Regions from separate parts of the Hordeum vulgare genome. Here region 1 is linked to region 2. Evidence: chromatin contacts called from public Hi-C data. All regions are on one chromosome and are shown on one strand. Each heading gives the region's core, a stretch centred on a gene start, on an enhancer-like site or on the middle of the called end of the contact. The rest is flanking DNA. Distances are from core to core; before and after follow the strand shown.

Region 1 (3,459 bases), core at 1-2,500, 140 kb after region 2:
AACGAACACACCGTCGTGTTTTTTTTTTTTTGCGACGAGAACACACCGTCGTGTTGTTATTACTAATCTATTCCTCCCGTTCCTAAATATAAGACATTTTAGACATTGTACTATAAACTATATACGGATGTACATACACATATTTTAGAATATAAATTCACTCATTTTGCTTCGTATGTAGTCTTTTAGTGAAATCTCTAAAAGGTCTTATATTTTAAAACGGAGGGAGTATATAATTGCGGGGGCATTTTGCTTTACCCAATGGAGTAGGTAGGAGTAAGTTTGAACGGTCCAGAGTCCATGTGCACGTATGCAAAGGCAACCACAACTTCACAAAACACTGCCCATCAGTGCAAGCATTGCACCAGTTGTAATGGAGTAGTAGTACGATCTCGGCCCGCATACTTGTTCCACAATGGCCTAAAAAGGTGAATCGTTTGGTTGGTTTGTGCACCGTGCACAAAGATCACTTTGGACTTTAATATCACTCCGTTCCTAAATATAAGTCTTTCTAGAGATTCAACTAGTAGACTACATACAGATGTATATAGACATATTTTAGAGTGTAGATTCATTCATTTTGCTTTTTATGTAGACTCCTAGTGAAAGACTTATATTTAGGAACGGAGGGAGTAGTAGCTGCCTGACGTGATTAGTAGATAGCTCCCCTTCTGTATTTCATTTCCTAAAGTACATTGGCCTACTTTCCTGCTATGAGACCACCCATAACATGATAACAAATCATTTTTGATGAACTTGTAGAAAAATATTGTTTGGCGAAAAAGTTAGGACCACTTTGGCCGTGGTTGCCTTGCTGCACAAAGATAACACACGAACAACCAAGGATACGATGCATGGTATCAACTGATGCATGATGCAGAGCCTTCTTTTACACACATTGGTAATGTCAAATAATATTATGTCAAATGACGAAGAAATGGCCGACAATATCATCTCAAAACGTATTTACATTTTTAGCCGGCGCAGAGGCCGGTGCTGTCTCAGCTTTTATTCTTTCTCACATCACAATAAAAAGGAAAAAAGAAAAGAAATTCATGGTTTCCTCTATTTTCAGAAAATCCGCACCTCCCAAATAAAGCGAGCGGCGAGGGCCTGGATAAAAATAACGCAAGAAACCAGGGGCGGTGCGGGAGGCAGCGCATGGGTTCCTACGGAGGCGCACCCAGATCGGATCCCTTTCTTTCCCCTCGTCCAAGCCTCGGCCTCTTTATAACCCCCCGCCCCCTAATCATCCCCGTCCCACCAAACCCGCCTCCCAACTCCAAATCTCCATTTGCAGCCCTCGAATCTACCCCCCTCCCCGAGCATCGACCATGTCGGCCTACTGCGGAAAGTACAAGGGTACGCGATCCATCCCCTTCATTCCTCCTCCTCCCTCCCCTCCCTCGTCCTTCTCTCGATATGCCTGCCTGCCTGCCTGCTTCGTGTGTGGATAGATCTGTTACCTGTTTCGCTCCTCTGCATGCTTAGATCTGCCCATGCCCGCCACTCGGTGCCGTGGTTTGTGTTAGATCCGTACTCGCGGATCGGACCCGTACGCGCTGCGTTTGTGTCCGCTTGGTTCCTAGCAGTTGGATCGCTCTAGGCGCTCGCAGTTGGATCGGGTGCTTAGGGGTCGTCAGTCGCGTCTGATGATGCGTGGCATGCTGGTAATTCTGCATGGTTCTGCTGCCGTCATGTGCATGCTAGTGATTATTTTCTGCGAATGATGATACTGCCGTTCCTTCATTTTCAAGTACCTTGTGGTTAAGTTGGTATGAACGTCTGCGCATGTTTCTGTTGGGTTCGTGGTAGTGGTAATTCCTGTTTTAGTTATTGAAGATTGCATCTGTAAATCTAGATCTGTGTAGGTCCTAGGGGCATCTTTTGTTAAGGAGAATATACCGTTCTTATATACTTGCAATCTGTATGTTTTTCTCTCCTGTGATGTTAATTCTTTACTACACATGCCCTCCAGGCCTCCACCTTGTCCTGTAGCACACGTGGTTTTTTTTAGAACTTGTCAGAGTTTCCTAGTCATTTGTTAGAATTAGAAGTAAATTTACACTGCTTTTACACTCGCTACTAAACGTGGTGAATGGTTGCACTCAACTTGCATTTCTGTAGATTTGAGCACAGCTTCTAAGATCTGATAGTTATGGAAGATCTGATAGTTATGGAATTGATTGTAATATGCTAATGTTGGTTATCTTGCAGATGAGCTCATCAAGAACGCTGCCTACATTGGCACCCCTGGAAAGGGTATCCTTGCTGCTGACGAGTCCACCGGCACCATCGGCAAGCGCTTCGCCAGCATCAATGTTGAGAACGTCGAGGACAACCGCCGTGCCCTCCGTGAGCTCCTCTTCTGCACCCCTGGTGCCCTCCAGTACCTCAGCGGTGTGATCCTCTTCGAGGAGACCCTCTACCAGAGCACCAAGGGTGGCAAGCCCTTCGTCGACATCCTCAAGGAGGGCAACGTCCTCCCCGGCATCAAGGTGGACAAGGGTACCATCGAGCTCGCTGGAACCAATGGTGAGACCACCACCCAGGGCTTTGATGACCTTGGCAAGCGCTGCGCCAAGTACTACGAGGCTGGTGCCCGCTTCGCCAAGTGGCGTGCGGTCCTCAAGATCGGTGCCACCGAGCCATCGCAGCTCTCCATCGACCAGAATGCTCAGGGTCTGGCTCGCTATGCCATCATCTGCCAGGAGAACGGTCTGGTGCCCATCGTTGAGCCTGAGATCCTTGTTGATGGACCTCATGACATTGACCGCTGTGCCTACGTCACTGAGATCGTCCTTGCTGCCTGCTACAAGGCCCTCAACGACCAGCATGTCCTCCTTGAGGGCACCCTCCTGAAGCCCAACATGGTCACCCCTGGTTCTGATGCCAAGAAGGTGACCCCTGAGGTCATTGCTGAGTACACCGTCCGCACCCTCCAGAGGACCGTCCCTGCTGCCGTCCCCGCCATCGTCTTCCTCTCCGGTGGACAGAGCGAGGAGGAGGCGACTCTGAACCTGAATGCCATGAACAAGCTCCAGACCAAGAAGCCTTGGAACCTGTCCTTCTCCTTCGGGCGTGCCCTCCAGCAGAGCACCCTCAAGGCCTGGTCCGGCAAGACTGAGAACGAGGAGAAGGCCAGGGCTGCGTTCCTGGTGAGGTGCAAGGCCAACTCTGAGGCCACCCTCGGCACTTACAAGGGCGACGCCACCCTTGGCGAGGGCGCCTCCGAGAGCCTTCACGTCAAGGACTACAAGTACTGATTGATCTGCGTTGGGTTGCTGTGGCCCGTTTGGGCGTCCCGCTTACCAGTATCATTGTTTGGTTTTCAGAGTCCTGAGATATATCCTTCGGATATCGAACCTCGTTTTTAATAATGCTGAACTTGCTTTCATAATACCGTAGTAGTTTCTTTTTGGAGTTGATGAATACCCTGTAAATCGGGTGCTGCGTATC
Region 2 (3,571 bases), core at 951-3,450:
GCTCTAACATTTTTTTTGTTAGTATACTTGGTTAGTTCCATCAGTCTTCAAATTTTATCAATTTATCTAATTAGTCCAGCAATGCTCTAAGTCGTACCTGTGGACAAAGTTAACTTGACCACCATATTGTTTATTTACCGTATATCATCCGATCATTATCTGTAATTCCCTAAACATTATTTCTACATTAACTCCATGACTAATGTGTGTGCATTGATGGCTATTTACACAGGTATTGCGTTGCAGTTATCGAATGATCCGTCCTCTGAAACTGTGTATAAACGGGCACTAGTGCTATCGTCAAGCCAGCAGTCATACGCAATCCTCTCGAACATTGGGATCCTTTATCGGCAGCACAGGTTGTATGAACTTGCAAGAAAGATGTTATCCAGGTCATTGGAAATTTGTCCCGGATATGCACCAGCCAATAACAACCTGGGGCTTGTGTTTGTCGCGGAGGGCCGTTGGGAGGATGCTATAAGCTGTTTCGAGAATGCCGTGAAGTCTGATGACTTGCTTGATGCTGCCAAATCGAACCTGGCAAAAGCCCTCACATTGGCTAAGAAACAGTAGGGCAAGGAAGGGATGATGAACGGTGATGACCTTTCAGCCTCGCGCCGGAGCTTCGAATTAGGAGGACTAGCCCGTGCAAATCTCAGATCTGGAATGTCAGCTTTCAAGGGGCCAACTCAGAAGCTATGCTTGGTGACTTCTAATGCTGCTGCCGTCCGTGTGTCGTTGATCAGCACCCAGGCTCCGCGTTGCTGTGCTAGTAGGTTCTCTGTGGCCGGCCACTCGGAAAGGGCCCAGAATCTGTAGTAGAATTTGACTGCTGTAACAGGCATGTGACATGAACATGAACCGACTGCACCTGTACCATGTACATAACACCTCACAGGTTTAGTTGCATACACAACTCACCGTCACTGTAAGATCAGTTGCCACTTCGCCAGCTCTAGGTTTTCTCTTGGAAGACTCCGTCTCTGGTATGAAGTTGTGTTAACACCATTATCAATATTCGGTAGTGTCACTTGAAGTTTGTAGGAGTTCCCGACTCCCCACTACTATGGACGCAGCCTATTTCTGTATTTCCCCACAAAATATGGTGCCTTGGTTCCCCTTTTACTTTCTATATGCCGCCCTGTGAAATTTGGCATCTTTGTTCCTCTTTTAATTTGACACCAAGTCCAGTTCCCAGTTCTTTTTGGTTGTTGTCCGTCTGAGTTTTATATTGAAAAGCCTATAATGCCTCTGAACTGAAATAGTGTGTTGTTTAACTGATATTGACTTCATAGTATTTTAGCCATGTTTCACTTAGTTTATTTTAGTTATTTTTGTTCCAATCTGGCATAACAACTTACATGCAATAGCAATGCACAATGATCACCATATATCACAAAATACACCACACCTCGTAGATCCACCAGTTAAATTATGACCAGATTATACAAAAACTTGACCCCTCTGTGAAACTACAACAAATCGTACAAAGAATTTGCATTAACTGCGCAAATATTGATACATCCATTTAAGCGTCAACTAATTCCGGACGGAGGTAGTAGTAAAAAGTTAAATATTCAAGTACACAATAAACAATTTCTCCTCTGCATCAACTACATATCAACAAGAAAGCAATTACATGAGCATACAGATCGATGGAGCAATCGACAACAATTAAATGAACTACACAGTCAACAGCAACAAAAACTTGAATGGTGTGGATGACCATACAAACAACTGATCAAACAACAACAATGACACGAGCACAGCCAAGTCCACCAATCCACCAATATTAATCGTCCTTCCCTCTGCCTCCACTAATGTGTTGGAAGCCACGTCATCAGCTCTGCCTCCATGGAACCCTAGTCTCTTTGAAAGTCTCCGGTCTTGAAATTTGAACTTTAAGCGCAAGTTTGTAATTATTACATAGTACTAGTATATGTAAACATGTGTATTGCTCCCTTGGTCCGGAAAATACTTGTTGAATGTATCTAGATGTATTTTAGTTGTAGGTACATCCATTTTTATCAATTTGTGCGAAGAATAATTTCGAACGGAGGAAGTATTAATTCACAATTCCTACCTTGATGCCCCCCTCACTAGCAAGAGGTCACTATGTGCAAGTGCATTTCATCTCACTCGAGACTCGACTCGACCAACAAGTTTGAAAACCAAACCATAGCTTAACTACCCAAGTGAAGTTCGGGCTCACAGCTGGAAAAGCGGGTAAACTGGGGCTCCACCTGCCAGCAACCGACTCGGCGCCCACCACCGCCGAGCACAAATCGGCCGAGCAGACGACGCCGACGACCCCGCCGACGAGTCCGCGCCTTCCATTCCCTCCCCCGCTCGCCCGCCCTCTGCTCCGGCCCCGCCCCTCTCCCCGACCGCCCGGTCCCCGCCGGATCGTCCCCCCCTTCTTCCAGATCCTTCTGGAGGGCCTCGCCAGATCCTCGAGGAGCGGGCGCTCGGGGCAGCGAGATCTCTGCCCGGCATGGACAAGTCCAGCGCCCTCGAGTACATCAACCAGATGTTCCCCACCGGTACGCGCGCCGCTCGAGTTCGATTCCCGTTCCTCGGCCAGGCCGCTCGCTCGCGATGCTGCCGCGGCGGCAATGCGCTCGCTTCCAGCTTCGCTGGCCCGGGATTTAACATTGGGTGCTCGAGGAATATAGCGTTTATAACAGCTTGCGTTTGTTTTTTCCTGCGGCTTGGCAGAGGCGTCGCTGTCGGGGGTCGAGCCGCTGATGCAGAAGATACAGAGCGAGATTCGCCGTGTGGACGCCAGCATCCTCGCCGCCGTGCGGCAGCAGGTTCGGACTCGTGATCTCGTGCTCCACTTGTAGCAGTGTTGTGGTTTGCAATATCTACGCTCTTTGCATTTAGAACTGATGTGTTATGTAGTTCTTTGGTACGAGGAAGTGGTGTGGTATTATGATGATGCAATTGCAGTGAATTTACTTTGAATATGCTCCGGAATTGTTTGGTATTTGCTTATTATTGCTTATGGCTATACTATATATATCTGATAACGGGAAGATGTTGCTACTCCACAGAGTAACTCGGGAACCAAGGCCAAAGAAGAACTTGCTGCTGCCACAAATGCTGTTCAGGTCATACTTCCCCCTTTCTGTATGATTTGCATTTTACCCACAATGAACTTACTCGATGATCGATTGAGTGGCAAGCCTTACTAAGCTGTAGTTGGATTAGCTCTGCAAAGGGTAGGATGTCTATTTAGGGGAAAAGGGTAGGATGTTAATCAGGTACTGGAGTGAATACTTTATGGAATGATTGGAGTTTAACTTTGCTCTATACTAACAGGAACTAATGTATAAGATACGTGAAATAAAAACGAAGGCTGAGCAAAGTGAAACAATGGTTCAAGAAATCTGCCGGGACATTAAAAAGTTGGATTGCGCCAAGAGGCATATAACAACTACAATAACGGCTCTTCACCGCCTTACTATGCTTGGTTAGTTTCTTTACTTCACTTTATTTGGGGTATGTGCTATTGTGCTTAAAAATAAATGTTCAGTAGCAAGACTGCATCCACCTAAGCTAACTCATA

Evidence for each region. Hi-C and Micro-C count contacts between places; a contact is called where the count stands out from the background.
Region 1: a Hi-C map of leaf shows a contact between it and region 2, with 4 times the contacts expected there. The contact joins the promoter of LOC123445015 here to the promoter of LOC123445010 in region 2. A contact is called at or near these places in 2 of 6 Hi-C or Micro-C datasets (leaf and seedling) and 1 of 1 datasets of contacts at active chromatin or transcription factors (embryo).

The regions. Positions count from the first base shown.
Region 1 is chr3H:556,764,398-556,767,856 of MorexV3_pseudomolecules_assembly, forward strand. It overlaps LOC123445015 (fructose-bisphosphate aldolase 1, cytoplasmic), which reads left to right and starts at 1,251. Exons shown (of 2, transcript XM_045121929.1): 1 at 1,251-1,362; 2 at 2,218-3,459. The coding sequence starts at 1,335. The coding sequence ends at 3,266.
Region 2 is chr3H:556,619,897-556,623,467 of MorexV3_pseudomolecules_assembly, forward strand. LOC123445010 (vacuolar protein sorting-associated protein 53 A) reads left to right here and starts at 2,201. Exons shown (of 24, transcript XM_045121924.1): 1 at 2,201-2,543; 2 at 2,719-2,813; 3 at 3,057-3,113; 4 at 3,325-3,475. The coding sequence starts at 2,495. LOC123445012 (UDP-N-acetylglucosamine--peptide N-acetylglucosaminyltransferase 110 kDa subunit) reads left to right here. Exons shown (of 12, transcript XM_045121926.1): 12 at 233-1,125. The coding sequence ends at 573.